3 separate regions of the Sus scrofa genome follow, and regions 1 and 2 are each linked to region 3. The links are chromatin contacts, called in public Hi-C and targeted proximity ligation maps. All regions are on one chromosome and are shown on one strand. The core of a region is the stretch at or near the end of the contact, and the rest is flanking DNA. Distances in the headings are between cores, read along the strand shown.

Region 1 (4,001 bases), core at 1,364-3,863, 130 kb after region 3:
GTGAACCCCGCATCCCAGGTTTCCTCGAACCTCACCACCCAACAGAAATGTTAAGGTAGAGAAATCCACAACGAGAGGATTCATGTGCAGAAACAGGTACCAAGAAAAAGAAGAACGGAGAACAAAACCATCTTCAATGAAAGTCAAACAGCTATAGGAATTATAGGCACCAATGTTCAATATACAACCCTATTTAACCAACCTCCATCCTTCCGCGATACAATGGTAAGAAAAAAGGCCCAAAGTCACAACTGACTGGGGCGACGGCTCCCAGTACTCATCTCACAGATGAGGCTCGTCAGTCTCCATCTACCTACGTATCCAGCACGTGGAGGCATCCTCAACCCCTGTGCCAGTTACCGTCCGGGTGAGGCCCTGCCACCCCGCAGCAAGGTCATTTTTGCAGCAGTGTGCCTGTCGGGCAGAAGCCAGAACAACCCTCCTTGGAAAACGAATAAAAACCAGGCAGCCCAGAAACCCTGTCCCCTCGGGGCTCTGGGTGAGATACCTCAGAGGAGAAAGGAAGGCAGAAGGGAACCGAGCAGAGGCTCCAGGCTCCTTACTCCAGGTCACCAGGATGCCTGACCAAGCACCCTCCAGACTGAACCAGCGCTTCGGGGAAACCAGGGCTAGGTTCCGGCGAGGCTTTGGCCACGTTTTCTTAAACCATTTAACACGCTCTTGTTTCATGAGTGCTTCTATTTCAAGATACGTTCCTTATACACACGGCGATTCGCCGCCACTGATCTCAGGAACAGACTGTGGGTTGGGCGGGAATGCAGCGCCTCCCGCGTGTGTTCTCTGCAAGGCGTGGCCGGCCGTCCTCTCGTGCCTGGGGCACAGGCAGCGCTCTGGCCCCAGGCTGCGGGGGGGCCTTTCAAATGGCAAAATCGCCAACAGAAAGCCCAAAAATGTGAAAAACGCGGCAATAAAGAGACTGTGAAAAGGACCCTTGTTTACAGCAGGAGCTGCAAGGAGAAGGCCGAGCATCGCCTTGTTCAACCTCGACGGGTGACCATGGGCGTCGGGAAGCCCACAGCTTCCCCGCCCTGCGCATGTCCGTGAGTGACCACAGAAGCTCTGTGAGTGCTGATTTTGAGGTTACACAAAAATTTTAACGAGTAGGTGAATTCACAAACACAGAATCTGTGCTTCTAATGAGGACTGCCTGTACTTTTCAGACCGTGCCCAAACCAGCTTCCCAAACGGACTCTGGGAAGGAATCCGGAGACCAACCTTACAGCAATCTTGCAAACGTCTGTGTCTGCAGCATTCTCGTATTACTTCTGAACCTACTCAAAAGCTGACCTCAGTAACAGAAAGAGGCTCCAGAAAGTACTGACGTGGGACGCCTGGGTAGGCTCTGAGGGAGACCCCTGACTGCAACTGGAAAGAGGTGAATGAGAACAGCAACAGGTAAGCCGAGGACAGACAAGTGAACATCACTGGGGCAGCAGTTTGGGTCCTCTGTGGAAACGGTGGTGTGCCTTTATCCGGAGGGCACATCTTGCCGAGGGACACATCATTCTGCAAGCTGGGCACACAAGCACCGAGAGCGTCACACCATCTTCTCTGCGAGGCAGCAGCGTGAGCCTCCCATAAAATCAACTGGGCAATAATATTATTCTAATGTCTGGATTTTTGGATGGGGAAGGCACAGGGCAAGCAGGGCAGTTTCCTAAGCAGCTAGTGCCAGGCACTGTGGGAGAACGTCACCTCCGTCAATCCTTCCCAGCTCTGAAAAGTGTATGTTCTCATCTTGATTTTACGGCAGAGGGCACAGAGAAGTTAAGTCAAACACCCAAGGTCACACAGCCAATGTTTCACGCCAGGTCCATCACACATCTGGGTTTCTTTCAAACCGTGAAAATAAGGTGAGAAGCTGCTTGGGTGATCCAATGCCTTGAGTATCCAGTGAAATGTTAAATTGAGCATAGCATTTCCGGTGTACTTAATTCATGAGTTTTCCTCTAGGTACTTACTCATTCATCCACCTTTCAAATCAAATCATGGAAGACTGCACACAGATCAAACGCAAGTAACAAAGCCTTCATCCTGAGTTCTCCAAGAGTGTCACGTGACCCTCGGTGCAAAGGTGGTGGCTCTGAGCAAGCGCTAAACAGAAGGCCTGGTGGCCGGTTTCTTGAAGCTTCAGACCCTGAAGGTTTCAGGGCATGAAGGCTCCACGTGGCCTAACCACTGCCATGCGGCATGAGGGTTACACTGTGGAAACAGCCTGCTCTGTCTGTCCACATTACTTAGCATGAGTAAGCATTCAGGTGACAAGTTTTACTTGAAGAGGGGAAGGTGGATTCGTTACCAGCACGACAGCACCATCTTCTGGTTGGTGAAACAGAATGAAGACTCAAGGTCACAGCTGGCCTTAAAAAGCACGCTGACAGGTTCCCCAGAGGAGGAGCAAACCAGAAAATTTAGTTTCTGCAAATCGAAACCATAGTAAACAAACACCCTCATGGGCCAATCATGGAACAGAAAGCATGTTAATTGCAGGCCGTACTGGTCACACTTGCACATCATCTGGAAACACAGCAGCCACGGCCAGCCTCTCAGTGCTCCCACCCGCAGCGCCCTCCTGCCTTATGAAAGAAACTCCCTCTGGCGTCGCTCTCACCCGCACCCCTCTGGGTGCACAGAAAGGCTCTCTGCTGCTCACACACAGAGTGGAAATCTGACAGCACAGCAACCAGGGCCCTTTCCAACCACCCTCCCGGCCAGTTCTGGTTGGAGGTTGGAGAGCACTGATCTCTTTTGAGGGACAGATGAAGGAACTGGTGACAACTCAGCAGCATCTTTATGTTCCCTCGAAGCCTCAGACCCCTTTGTGGATTGTGCTGGCGATGGATCTGAGGCCTGAGGTCCAAATAGGGCTTCCTACCATAGCCGATGCCACCCCTACAGAAATCCCGGCCAGGAGACCCCCAATATCTAAACAGTTTCCTAATCTCCAGATTAGGAAGAGACCCCTGCAGCTGGTTTCTTTTTTTCCAAGTCTGATTTCTCAATGCAAGGATCCCTCCCACTGGTCAAAAAGGCCCTTGGGTATCAGCCTTTCCTGATTTTCATCCATCAGATAGGCCATCGGCCTCCTTCCACAAGGAGGACCAAGCAAGGGGGGTGACGGGGGTCAGACACTTTGGCCACAACACTCCTCTCTCGGTGAGAAGCATGGAAGCCTCCTCCCGGCCCCTGGAGATGCGGCGTGAAGAAGTGAGCATCCTGCCAGATGCCGTCCACAGGACTCCCAGCCACACTGATCTAGGGACAGGAAGCACCTGAGGATTGAGATCTTTGTCAGTCACTTTCGCTTCCTCCCCAACCTCCAACACCTGCCACGGGGCTCTGTGAGAAGACTCCTCGTTACATGAAAACTAGTCTCCTCCACCATCTAAATTCAAATTTTTTGACCATGACCTACAACAATACATTTTGACTACAAACCAGTACATATACATGTTGACCTGCACATACAGATTAATACTTGGAAAAAAGTTACATTAAAAAAAAAAAAAAAAGAGTTCCTTTGTGTGCAGTGGTTTAAGGATCCAGCGTTGCTACTGCAGTGGCTCAGGGACATTTTCAAACTTTTTCCTTCTACAAAAAAGCTGGTCACGCTCATTCACAATAACGATTGTGTAGCCCAGTGAGAGGGTGAGCCGGTTTGACAGGTGCTGTCATCAAGCATCCACTTTCCCACCTACAGCTGCTCAGCTTGCACAGTCCTCTCTCCTCTGCTAACTCAGCACCAAGGCCTCTGCTCAGAGTCCTCCCAAACTCTTTCCAGCCCTGCCCCAAATACCGAGCATGTAAAATAACAACAAAGACGCCCTCCCCGCTTCAAGAAGCCAGACTTCGTTGGTTGAACACTATATATAAGCCTTAGGTAAGACATCTCCCCTTTCTCTGAACACAAAACACCTGCCCTCTGTATTCATTCATTCATTCAATTATTCACACCCCACCTGACTCACTCCAGTATCGTT
Region 2 (3,800 bases), core at 22-2,521, 180 kb after region 3:
CCCTCGCGGCATATGGAGGTTCCCAGGCTAGGGGTCGAATCGGAACTGTAGCCACCAGCCTTTGCTAGAGCCACAGCAACGTGGGATCCAAGCCACGTCTGCGACCTACACCACAGTTCACGCAACACCGGATCCTTAACCCACTAAGCAAGGCCAGGGATGGAACTGCAACCTCACGGTTCCTAGCCAGATTCGTTAACCACTGAGCCACGACAGGAACTCCGACAACTGCTATTCATATTTTGATATATTTATTTCTAGTCTTTTCTCAGGTTCTTTTTTCCATTTTTGTTCTTTTTTTGTTTGTTTGTTTGTTTTTTTTTTGGATGTATCTGAAAATGACATTTAAGTAGACCAGAATTCCACAGCTCTTTGTGGCAATTCAGAAAATTTCTAAATATAGCATAAGCAGTGTTGATAAGCCGACAACGGCAACAGTTCAAAATTTAAAAATACCTTAAAAGGTTGTGTGCTGGCCATCAGTTTCGTATCCAAGAGTCTAAAAACAAAAGAATTTTTAAAAGGTAAACAGAATGGCGAGCAATTTCCAAATGTCCTTCACACAAATGAACAGGCTATTGTCTTCGAAGTGGACCAGGGAATGAAGCACGCGAGCTGTCCTGACCAGCGCTGGCATCTGCTGCGTGAGGCTGAGGACGGGTCCCCACCAGGAACTCCTTCCAGAGGCCGTGGGAAAGGCCACACCCAGGGCACAAGCTCTAGACGCGCCTGCACCCTGACAGCGCAGGGGCTGCGTGACCTCAAGCCTAAGTTAAACATCCTCACGTGCTGCCACACAAGGCACACACTGCGGCGGGCCTAACACTCCCAAGCTCTTAGCATCTCCTACCGCAACCCAGATTCGTACAGCATCATTTCTTGGAGGGTCAGAATCTGCATTGGGCAGTTCTATCCTATCGAGTTATTTCTGACTATTCTGATTCAGAGACTGGGTTACTAAAAAAGAGAGAGAGAGATTAATAGGAAAACGGTTTCTTTCCACTCAAATGTGAGCACTGCAGATAACAGGATGGAAAGAGCCCGGCTGAAAGAGCACCTGTCCACCATCCGTCTTCAGATGGGTTCTTGCACACGGACCCTTGCCCTGTGGGTCCCACGTGGCTGCCGTGTGACCTGTCGGAACAGCGATACTAACTGTGGAAAACACTAACGGGTGAAGGCGCTGACTTACAGTTGAGGAAAACACATTCTCTAGCCAGACACTTCTTGACCAACTAGAGATACTTTCCAGTGCACATACTCAACTATATGCAACTTTATATCCAACTGTTGCCAATGTGTAACTGAACACCCTGGACCAGACACTTCGCTGTGACAGGTTCACCTGACACACAAGAAAGTCAACAGGCAACTCGAGAAGACCTCACCGGGATGTGGGATAAGGAAAAAAGCAGCTGCCTGTCCATTTTCACCCTCAGTTCAAACCCCGATTTTTACGTGTTTTTTTTTTACGGGGGGGGGGGTGTCTTTTTAGGGTCACACTGCACGCAGCATATGGAAGGTCCCAGGCCAGGGGTCAAATCGGAGCTGTAGCCACCTGGCCTATAACCACAGCCACAGCAATGCCAGATTCAAGCTGCATCTGTGACCTACACCACACCTTGTGGCAACGCCAGATCCTTAACCCACTGAGCAAGGCCAGGGATTGAACCTGCGTCCTCATGGATACCAGTCAGATTCATTTCCACTGAGCCACTATGGGAACTCCTGATTTTTAGGTTTTAATGACAAAGCCAATCATTAGCTGTAAAAGCAAACTTTCTCCAAGGTGGAGTATAAAGCCATTTCCCAGCTGACATGAACTAGATCATTGTGGTGATCTAATGGTTTTAATAAATTACTGTGTACCTCTTTGTATAGATACCCTGATGATTGCTTTTTATTTTATTTTATTTTTTGGCCACTTCTGTCATGCAGAAGTTCCCGGGCCAGGGATTGAACCCCAGTCACAGCCATGATAATGCCAGAACCTTAACCCACGGAGCCACCAGGGAACTCCCCCTGCCAATGACTGTTTTAAAGGAAAACAAACCCTCAAAGAACGCTTACCTGGGGAAAACACATGTTGTCATCTCCTTAAACTCATTTAAGTCCTGAAACACAAGAGAATAACCTGTTATGCCTTTACTAATACACTCCCAGCATTTAAAACATAAATAGCACAAGTCCCACAGCTCTCTTCTCAAACAGTGACACCTCACACAGGCCCTGTAAGCTAAACTGCCAGGCCCATTTCTCGCCAATAATGACTTTCTAAAAACTGAGGCAGTTTCCTCAGTGATTGGGAATGACATGACCTGAGGTTAAACTTCTGCATAACCAAAATAGACAAATATTTTATGGCTGAAGTGGGGGGGGGATTGGCTTCTATTATATGCAGAAAACTGTCTCTATTACACGAAGCATCCTGATTGTAGGGCTAGTGGCGTTATTTAAACATAAAATGGTTCGCGCGGGAAATGGACATACTGTAAATGAGGTTCGACTTTTAATGGGGACACCTTTGAAATATGGATTAAAATAGCCACAAACAACACCGACGTTCCCCCACACACGCTTCTTGCTTTCACCACTCAGGAAACTGCTAAATGGCACCCACAGCAAGTGCCTAAATTAGAGAATTCATTTGCCCAGCTGATGGGATCAGGAAGTCTCGAGCTGAGAGGAGCTGGCTCTCATTTTAAATTACCTCATCTACATACGTAATTGCCACATGACGCTGTGCAGTCACACTCCTGACCCTTCCCAACTGCACTTCTCTTCGGCGTCATTCATGCTTCGCTGGAAGCTGCCATTTCCCATTAGCTTTTCAAGCCGAAAAATACGGGCTGCGCTGAGCTAGCTTGAAATATTTACCAGCTTTTCAACGGCTGTCGTTAAATGAGTGACCAATACACAAACAAGCGGTTTCACTGCTAAGGCCAACAAAAAGGCCATCAAGACTGTAATCTCTCAAGACTATTACGAAGTCTCCGAAGCAGGAAAAAATTAGAGTTATGGCAACTTCCAGGGCGTGTAGCAGAGTTCTTAACCAGCACCTTCTAAAAGCTCATAACGAAGCACCAAGAGCACTTTTAACAAGGGACTCTTCCCTAAAAGCCTGCTTTGAAATACGGAGTCTTGGAGGTGCCACCGTGCGTGGCTCGGCAGCAACGAATCTGAATAGCATCCATGAGGACGCAGGTTCGATCCCTGACCTCACTCAGTAGGTTAAGGATCTGGCATTGCCCTGAGCTGTGGTGTAGGTCACAGACACAGCTTGGACCTGGCGTTGCTGTGGCTGTGGGGTAGGCTGGTGGCTACAGCTACTATTCGACCCCTGGTCTGAGAACGTCAGAAGTACGGTCCTAAAAAGACCAAAAAAAAAAAAGAAAAAAAGAAAAAGAAATATGCAATCTTTATATATTTTTAAGTGCAATGTTTGATACCAGTGTAGGTAAGAGCTCAATCATTTTAAATAAGTTTTCTCCTTTATTCTCGTTACTTCTTCCAAAGTAAATGGAAAAAACCACCTTCTCCCTCTGACAATGACAGAACGAACTCAGGTCACTTTAGTCATAAAAGAGGGATGAAATTACTTATTCTAGAGTTCCCATCGTGGCTCAGCAGAAAGGAGCCTTACTAGTATCCATGAGAATGGGATTTCCATCCCTGGCCTCGCTTGGAAGGTTAAGGATCCAGCTTGCCGTGAGCTGTGGTGTAGGTCACACAGATGAGGCTCGGATCGGGTGTTGCTGTGGCTCTGGTGTAGGCTGGAAGCCAGAGCTCTGACTCAACCC
Region 3 (3,757 bases), core at 526-3,025:
TTAGTCTACAGTTGGGCAAAATCATCTAACAGACCCTAGTTTATAATAAAGCTGAATATCTCATGTAACTTATTAAATACTGGGCGGAAAGTGAAAATCAGAATAGTTGTCTGGGTCCAGAATGGTTGTAAGGGTATCAGTTGTTGACACTCATGAACACGTGGCTGCTGCTGCCCAGCATCACGCGACAAGATCAGACCACATATGACATCTGGAAGAGATAAAAATTCACCATTCGAGTATGGCTTCTACTGAATGTGTAGTGCTTTCACACCATTTAAAGTAAAAGGGAAAAAAATGGAGTTCCTGTTGTGGCTCAGTGGGTTAAGGACTCAATGTTGTCTGTGTGAGGATGTGGGTTCGATCCCCGGCCTCACTCAGTGGGTTAAGGATCTGGTGTTACCTCAGGCCATGGTTGGAGCCCTGTGTGGCGTAGGTCACAGATGTGGCTCAGATCTGGTGGTGTTGTGGCTGTGATGTGGGCCGGCAGCTGCAGCTCTGATTCAGCCCCCAGCCAGGGAACTTCCATATGCCACAGGTGTGGCCGTTAAAAGAAAAAAACAATAATAAAATAAAAAATTCAGTCTAACCATCATAAGGAAAACCATCATTTACGTTGGGGACTATCGGTCCATAAATACATATACAATTAATATGTCAGACACTTCGTCTCGAATTTTAGAAGCCAAGCCAGCAAGGTGCTCTGACAAACTCCGGGAGGTGGGCCTTATCTCTGTCCATTTTGCAGATGAGAAAGCTGAGGCTCGGGACTGTGTGCCCACAACACACAGGGCTGGGGTACAGGTCAAGGCCCTCACCACTGCCCCTTCTCTCTCTCCTGTTGGACTTGTCAAGTGAATATAGAGTGGGAAATGGGCAAATGGGACTGCCCAGACCCCCCAGGGACAGAGCAGAAGACCAGAAGAGGCCCTGCTCTGTCACACACACACCTTTTTTTTTTTTTTTTTTTGGTCTGTTTGTTCGTTGCCAGTTTCTATCTAAAGCAAAGAAGATGTATGGGCCTGGGTACCACCTGGCGGATGCTCTGCAAAGGCTTCTCCAATTCCTACCTGCCCCAAGCACATGTTTGGACACAGAGTGACATGTGGAAGCTGCTGCCCCAGAAGGCCACAGTCCAACATAGTCCATAAACCCCTGTGTGTAGGGGGCTTGTGAAGCCAAACAAGAATGCCTTTTCATTGAAAGTAGACACTGTAGCCAGTTTTTTTGGGTTTTTTTCCATCTCTTTAGGGCTACACCTGCAGCATATGGAGGTCCCCAGGCTAAGGGTCAAATCAGAGCTGTAGATGCTGGCCCACACCACAGCCTAATCCAAGCCACATCTGTGACCTACACCACAGCTCACCACAACATTAGAGCCTTAACCTACTGAGTGAGGCCAGGAATTGAACCTGTGTCCTCATGGATGCTAATCAGATTCGTTTCTGCTGAGCCATGGCAATAACTCTCATTGTAGCCTTTTTTACCTGTAAAACTAGCAAGCAAGGGAGGAGGTTTCAGGCGGGTCCTGGTGGGGAGACGGATCTATTTGTCACACAGTGGCGGGCAAATAAGGGGAGACAGGGAGTGGATGAAGGCATCTTAGAGAACTGGGATCAGCAAACTATGGCCCCCAGGCCAACACTGGCTCACTTCCTGTTTTTATCAATAAAGTTTTATTGGCACATAGCCACGCCCATTCATTTACATAGCGCCCAAGGCTGCTGTTCTGCTAGCCCCTCCCTCTTCCTCTCCTATCAGACTCCTCTTGGGCCAGGTAGCACCCAGGCGGATTCTGCCTCCCCAGTTCACTGCTCTTAGGTCCCTTAGTGACCTGCGCAGGAGGAGGTGACAGCTGCTCCCTTCAGTCTTCCCAGCTTTTCCTCGCTATTTATGTAGCAAAATCTCAATGAAACGTCTTTTACCAAAAGATAAAATAACAGTGGGGCTGAACTGTTGCGATGGAGACCGGCCCACAAAGAAGTTGCCAGAGGTCAGGGCTTTGTTACTTTTCTCTGCCACTGTCTCGGGGCTCCTTGCACAATGGCCAGTCCAGGGTGGGTGGTTACAAAGTGTCACAAAGCTGCTATACCATCAACTTCTAGTCGTGTTGGTGTGAACCCTTTCCAAGCGATATTCAAAGTATGGATCGAACCCTTGATAGAACAGTGGATGGCAAAGGAGGCGCCCCGCTGAGCCTGGTCAACCCCTCCCAGCCTTCCTGCCCTGGTCCATCCGGTGTGGCTGATCTCCCGCCCTGCCCTCAGCGGCCTGGGGCTGCCCTGCAAGCCCAGCCAGGCCTGTGAATCATCACGGGCTGACTCACTCACTGTCTAAAAATATACATTGTCTCATGTTGGCGGGTGTTGCTTTGATCACTGTTTGCACTCAATCTGGTCTTTTTCTGCTCAACTTGGAGCCCTGTGTGGCAAAATCTGGGTTTTCACCACTTAGCCTCCAGGCTCTGGTCTTGGAAGGGCATCTGGGAGGAAGAGCTTGGGTGGTTGGGTAAAAATGGCACCCCGCCTCTCACTTGCTGTGTGACACTGGGTCCGTCACCCAGTCACTCTGAGCTCTCGGGTTCATCACCTGTTGCCAGGGTGCAATGAGAAAGGGAGGCGCTGCTGATACACTATGTCCCTTCCCTACCTGCTCATGGGGTGGGTGGTGGGGACAACAAACTGACCCCCCCGCTGGGCTCTCCGCTGCCAGGGAAATCATTTCACATCATCTCACCCTCCAAGGAAATCAGGAACCTGAGCCGAAGCCGAGTTCTGGATCTCAGGGCCAAGAGCTGGGGAAGCTCCAGTTACAGAAAACAAGTAGACACCGCAGGCCCTGGGCTGAACGTGGAACTAATTTGGGAGGCAGTGAGGAACAGCGAAACCTAACCCGGAGCCAGGCCGCTGTCCAGGTGAGGCAGCTGGGGCCCCGTGGAACTCTCCAGCTCCTGCTTGTTTCTGCAGGGGGCAGGGGCCAGGACGGGGGCCCACCTTAGGACACTTGGTTGGAGATTCAGAGCACAGGCCCAGAGGTTGGAGCAAACGTCAGTCGGATTCTGCTTCCTCCCTCTGTGCTGTGTGTCCTGGGGCCTGGGGCCTGGGGCCTGACCTCTCTGAGCCTCAGCTGCCGCATCCGTAAAGTATGGCAGTGGGGGCTACCCTCCTCATAGCGTTTCTGCGCAGAGGGTTTAGCACAGTGCCCGGCAAAAAAGCAGCCCTCGGTAAGTCAGCAACGTGGAAGCAGGACACAGTTGGTGAGGGGAGGGCGGTGTGTGGAGGGTGCGGAGCAGGGGATGATGGGAGCAAAGACTGGTAACATCCTCCTCATTCACGTATTCATTCAACAAATGCTTACTGAGCATCTACTCTGCGCCAGACGGGGATTCAGTAAGGAACGAGGCGGACCCAGCCCTGTCCCCAAAAGAGAAGGAACAAACCATGACTATAAAATGATGAGACTCCTATGGAGGGAAAGAACAGGGTGTCTGGAGGCAGAGTAATGGGGGCGGGAGTCCGGGGAGGCTCAGAGAACTCAGCACCTGGGCAAGGCTTGAAGTGTGAACTGGAGGCAGAGAGAGAGGAAGACTGGCGGGGGTGCAGGGGGGTGTTCCAGGCAGAGGGAACAGCTCTGCAGAGGCCCTGAGGCAGGAGAGAACTGAGGTAGTTGTGGGGTTGGGGTTGGTGGGGGCGAGGGGGTGGAGATTCAGGGTCAGGCCATGGTTAGGATTTTGGATTTTGTTCCAATCTTCCTGGCG

The links. Hi-C and Micro-C count contacts between places; a contact is called where the count stands out from the background.
Region 1: a Hi-C map of skeletal muscle shows a contact between it and region 3, with 8 times the contacts expected there. A contact is called at or near these places in 3 of 47 Hi-C or Micro-C datasets (fetal heart ventricle and skeletal muscle) and 1 of 2 datasets of targeted methods (skeletal muscle).
Region 2: a contact with region 3 is called in a targeted proximity ligation map of skeletal muscle. A contact is called at or near these places in 3 of 47 Hi-C or Micro-C datasets (embryonic fibroblasts, liver and skeletal muscle) and 1 of 2 datasets of targeted methods (skeletal muscle).

What each region holds. Positions count from the first base shown.
Region 1 is chr3:28,705,848-28,709,848 of Sscrofa11.1, reverse strand. The region is part of intron 21 of PARN (poly(A)-specific ribonuclease PARN); the gene reads right to left. Among named protein-coding and RNA genes, the nearest start is that of PARN, 91 kb to the right of the region's middle.
Region 2 is chr3:28,656,267-28,660,066 of Sscrofa11.1, reverse strand. It overlaps PARN (poly(A)-specific ribonuclease PARN), which reads right to left. Exons shown (of 24, transcript XM_021086564.1): 14 at 2,071-2,114; 15 at 457-499. Among named protein-coding and RNA genes, the nearest start is that of PARN, 41 kb to the right of the region's middle.
Region 3 is chr3:28,834,854-28,838,610 of Sscrofa11.1, reverse strand. No RefSeq gene overlaps it. Among named protein-coding and RNA genes, the nearest start is that of MIR365-1, 71 kb to the left of the region's middle.